Regions from separate parts of the Clupea harengus genome. Here region 2 is linked to region 1. A link is a contact called in public Hi-C data. All regions are on one chromosome and are shown on one strand. Each heading gives the region's core, a stretch centred on a gene start, on an enhancer-like site or on the middle of the called end of the contact. The rest is flanking DNA. Distances are from core to core; before and after follow the strand shown.

Region 1 (2,627 bases), core at 34-2,533:
GATTTAGAAATGTACACTTATAATTTACATTGATGAAACACAAGTAAAATCTCACAAGTGTCAGTCACTTACCAGATGGTGTCCAAAGGAGACCTTTACACGGCGTCCTGGCTTCATATTGCTGATGACAGTCGGTCTATGGCTTTTCCATAGGTAGCAGGACGACAGTCACTTTACAGAAATGGGACTTGTATGGTATTGTGTCCGTCTGTCGCATAATATTGTATTACTGATGCCAAAGAGCAATGACATGATAAATGTCAGCCCCATGAGCGTCGAGTCACACACTTTAATACATCTTGCGTCTGACGCCGTCAGTAGCAGACTAAACAACTATCGGGCCGAGTAAAAAGCAATGTACTAACCATAAATTAAGCTTCAGTCCTACTACAGCATGTCGGACTTGGCTCATTCAAGAGCCACAGTACTTCTGCCGAAACGGACCTTAGGCGATAATGCTAACACTCATCAAAAATCAGGCCAATTGTGCTGGCTATCTAGGGTACTTCGCCTTAGAAGCCATTGTAATGTCCGGGGAGTTTCAAAGCCGATCCCGCGAACAGACAGGCAGTCATCAGGCAGGCAGGACTCGAAATAATACATGAGTAAATTAAATATACCGTTTTTTTTTTTAGAAACTTAGCTATCCGGTTAGCAGAAGCCTACTTTGGGTTGCGACTGTAACATTACAGCTTGTAATCATAAATCTACATCCACACTTGAACACTGTTCAACATCTAGTAATCGAAAAAAACATCGTTAAAAGTGGTCCTGCAGTTGATGAGCAAAACCATCATAACAATAACATTAGTTGGCAAGTTATCAACGAAGCTTACAGCTGAGCATTGGGTCTACGGCTTAGCTACAGCCAACTCCACACTGGTAGTAGCTAGCTTGTTTATTTTAAATATCGCACATCCACAAATATGAATGCTTATACTTACAGGTTGTGAGCCTGAAGCTCCACTTGGGCCACACAAAGTTGGAATTGCCCCGTCCTTTAGGAGTAAGAGCTGTGAAAATCCAGCATCGAACTGCGCACGGTTTTTGAAGCAGTCCTCCGTGAAGTGCCGGACACACAGTAAAATGTTCGGAACAGTGGAGGGAACATTAGTAAAAACGAAGTTCAACCACTGACTTCTCTGTTGTTCTACCTTTGGCAGAGCATACAAAGGAGATTTCCCCTCACAACGCAAAACACAGCGTCTCCTCGACATGGCTACAAAGCTAAACAACCTCTCCCCGGCGTACAGTAGTTGCTGTGTGAGGGCGTGCCAAGTATGCTGCCAGGATTGTGTTACGAGATTGCGTCATCTTTTACACAAAGGAAAGGGGCTTGAATTCCAAGCCTTTCAGGCAGCTGAGAAAATAGGTTTCTGTGGGAGTGAGTTACTCCCTCTGGTTGGCTTTTTTGTTACTTTGCAGACCGTTTACATGAACAAAAAGCTATATGACACGATAAAAGAAAGGGGGAAGCATAAAAGGCCATCTTTACATTGAGGAAACTTAATATATAAATTGTCCAGTGACGTTATAGGATGCAGGCATGCAACTTTGATACCGCGTCAGATGTTGCTACAGCAACAGATGGATTCCTGAGCTGACCCAAAGGCGACAGCGTTTGACAGGCGGTTTGCAGGTAGGCTAATATTATTAGCAAAGCAAAAATGCATTTCATGGTCCTACAGACCAGGCTTTGGGATAGCAGAGACGTTATTGGACCCAGAAATAATTGAACAGCTATCCACAGATTTTAAACGCTACTGTTAATGCTGTTGAAAGAATGAAAAATAACAACTTTTCACTAGGCTATAAACGTTATAAAGGACTTTGTCTATACCTCCCATCCCATTTGAACATACGTATGGATAGCTAGCCTACCTAGGATAACTGCCTACAGCTGAAGTGTAACCGTTGGAGTTAATTAAGATAAATACGAGTTCTAACTGGTATTACTTCTTCGTTTAAAATTAGGTTGAGAAAACTTGCCTGTGTTACTGGCACTGAGCACACCAGTAAAGTTGGGCAGAAACTTTTAGGTACTTTACCGAAAATGAATTTAAGCCCTACTCTTTCTACATTATGAGATCCCTAGGAAGCACACATACAGTGTTACCTTCCTTTATAGTCACGAACAAAAACACTTCCTCCTCCACCAACAGCTCGCTAGCTGTCAGCAATTCATAGCACCGTGATTGAAATATCTGTATCGAAAACATACTTGGGTCAAAAAGTTTCAAGCAAAACAACACCATTCCCTTCCTGTCTAAAACAGCCCTGTTCAGAGCTACCTGTTTTGAATCCCTGTTCCTTTAAATGCTAATGAGCCACTGCTCCTCCGTGGAAAGTAAAGTTTGGAGCTACCATAGCAACTGTTGAGCGTGTACTTTGGAACAGCGGTGCTCCCATAGCTACCGTTTTGAACCAGTCAGACCCTGAATAAGTTCGAGAATGTACGCGTCAACAGGATGTTTCTGTCGAAAGAGTCGAAAGTTAACTTCATGTCACTTCTTCTTTTTAACTTCATGTCACTTCCTTTTGTATGTTTGTATTTTAAGTTAATACACAGTCAAGCTGTAACGTTAAAGTTCGGTCACAACCAGCAATGCAATCTGACAACGGTAATG
Region 2 (2,627 bases), core at 81-2,580, 75 kb before region 1:
TGAAGAGCACGCGCAACTTTTACTTTGAATATCAGAATCATCTTTATATAGAGAGAAGACGTTGAGATTAAAAAGAAGGCGGTTTAAAAATTCACAGTGACAACCTTTTAAAAATTCAACGTCTTTACTGACCCAATTAATTAAACAAAATTGAATTATTCGATGATATTTTAAAGTTAAAGTGTTTTACACGAGTTTGATAGAAAAGGTACAGTTGTACAGTTTGAAAATACGCGATTTGTGCTAGTTGAGTGCTAACTTGTAGCCTAGCCAGCTAGCTACACCGAGCTACAGCGGACCTGCTGGACAAAGATGTTTGTTTGAAAACTTTGAAGATCGAAATGAAGATTGTCATTGTGGAATCATCTACAGTGAATATTGACGGACTGACTAAATACTCCTTGAAAACAACGACGACAACTAAATGGCGAGCCTCCCACCGAACAACAGAAAAATACGGATCCCACACCACATCCAGTCCAACTGACTGAGAACTGTTTGATAGCTTGATAGCTGAAGTTCCACGGATACGTAAGACTTTACATGTTCTTTTTATTTAAAGAAGACACTGAATGAACACACTGATACTTTGAACATATTTAATTGCCTGTACAATTGTGTTGGGTTATGTGAATTTGATAAAGTTAAGAACTAAGGTTAAGATTTGCTTGAGAATTTAAATTAGATAAAACTTTATTAGATAATTAAATTATTTATTTATTAACTATTTATTAAATACTTATACATATATATCATTTATATTAAAGATAACTACATTTAACTGTTGTAAAGAAATAAAATAGAACAAATAAGAAGCAAATAGATTATAAAATAGAACAAATAAGAAGAAAATAGATTATAAAAGATTATATAAAAGATAAGAGATTAATAAGATTATAATAGAGTAAATAGGAATTCATAAAGAGTTTGAGTTGATTTAAGGTTTTGATATCGAGATATTTTGATGCATGTTTTTATTTTACATTTTTTAAATGTTGAGCCTTGTAAATAATTATTTACCACTAAAATCTGAAAGTTATCAAACCCTGTTTCTTGTGATTGACTGCGCACCTGAAAAGCATCTAGAATCTTCTGATGGCCCAGATCTTAGATTGTATGTAAACAAGTGTTACATATACAGTACATCCACCCATCAATAAATAAATAGTAAGTGGTTGATCACACACTCCAAATGAATACATGTCTTAATGCAAACGTTTCTGTCTTACACTTTCTAACGTGAACCAGTGCTGTAACTATCCAGTCATCATACAGCCATGCTGAATGAGATCAGCCAATCAGATGGCTTGCCCTCACACGTGGCTTACAGATGACGTATCAACATACTCCATTGGTGCAGCTGGGAACATCAAGGCCTCACACTCAGTAGTGGTGTAGGACAAACCACAAGACCTTTCACTGATGCCTGGAAACCAACCGTGTAATGGTGTGTTAATGGCTGTAGTGTAAAAGTCACATGTCGAGTTCAGCTGATTAAGAGTTCAAGGCATTGTGTTAAACATTAGAAAACATTTATTTTACTGAAAAATTGTGAATACAAAACAAGAAAATATTTCATGATAACTTTCTAACAGTGGTCTCCCTCTGACCTTTTCTGCCAGCCATCTTTTCTGAACACCTTGTACTGGCATGGTCATCTTGGACTGCCAACCTTCACAGAGTTTCTCCTCATCTTCGTACAGCATCTCTTTTTCCCTGGAACATCTGGAGCAGGTGTGCAAATCAGAACAAATTGGCTAGTCTTTCCTTCAACACCTCTGTAGTGTCCTCAACTATCATAGGGAGGGGGGGGGGGTCAGTAAATCTCAACAGTTTTTTTGCTTTTTTTTCCTCAACCTAACTTTGCCTTTCTTCCCCTCAGCTCCTGGTTCATGGTGACGCTGCATGTGGTTCTTGAGGCTGACGTTGTGGTTGAAGCACTGCCCACAGTCCTGGCACTTGAAGGGTTTCTCCCCTGTGTGGACGCGCATGTGGGACTTGAGGTGCCCTGGCTGGTTGAAGGAGCGGTCGCACTGCTTGCAGCTGTAGGGCCTCTGTCCCGTGTGGACCAACTTGTGTCTAATGAGCTTAGCGACATGGGGGAAGCTCTTATTACAGACCTCACAGATGCTATTTCCATTGGGCCAGTGGCTCTTCCTGTGAGCGCACCAACTGGGGCGGTCTGGGAATCGCATTGGGCAGTCGGGGCAGTGGTACCTCAGCAGCTCTTGTACGTGACTCTCCTCGTGCTTCTGCTTGGCATGATGGGATTTAAAAGCCTTGAGGCAGTAGCGGCAGGAGAGCAAGTACTTCTCATTGTGGATTCGGCTGATGTGCGCCTGGAGCCCGATCTTAGTGGCAAACCTTTTGCCACAGCTTGGGCAGACGATGGGCTTGGCCTTGTGCTCGCAGATGTGCGGGGGTCCACCCGCAACTGTGTTCACCATGGTAATGAACTTGCCACAGTCCACACAGAGATTGCGAAAACGGCTTATGCCGTGGCATTGTATAGCGTGGGCTTTAAAGGTGTTCAGACTTTCAAAAAGAATATATATTGACTGAGCGAGGAGTTCGTCTGGTACTTCTACAGTGTTTTTTCTGGAGGCTTCCTGGCTGTCATTTTTGGT

What was found. Hi-C and Micro-C count contacts between places; a contact is called where the count stands out from the background.
Region 2: a Hi-C map of muscle shows a contact between it and region 1, with 2.3 times the contacts expected there. The contact joins the enhancer-like site here to the promoter of LOC116219628 in region 1. A contact is called at or near these places in 2 of 2 Hi-C or Micro-C datasets (head and muscle).

The regions. Positions count from the first base shown.
Region 1 is chr25:1,753,041-1,755,667 of Ch_v2.0.2, reverse strand. LOC116219628 (zinc finger and SCAN domain-containing protein 2-like) reads right to left here and starts at 1,283. Exons shown (of 7, transcript XM_031563250.2): 1 at 945-1,283. The coding sequence starts at 1,217. theg (theg spermatid protein) reads left to right here and starts at 1,349. Exons shown (of 8, transcript XM_031563251.2): 1 at 1,349-1,639.
Region 2 is chr25:1,827,689-1,830,315 of Ch_v2.0.2, reverse strand. LOC105903819 reads right to left here. Exons shown (of 10, transcript XM_031563205.2): 10 at 1,516-2,627. The coding sequence ends at 1,827. Among protein-coding and RNA genes, the nearest start is that of LOC105903819, 16 kb to the right of the region's middle. Within about 2 kb of position 1,330, the one cell type or tissue checked has open chromatin away from gene starts, as enhancers often do.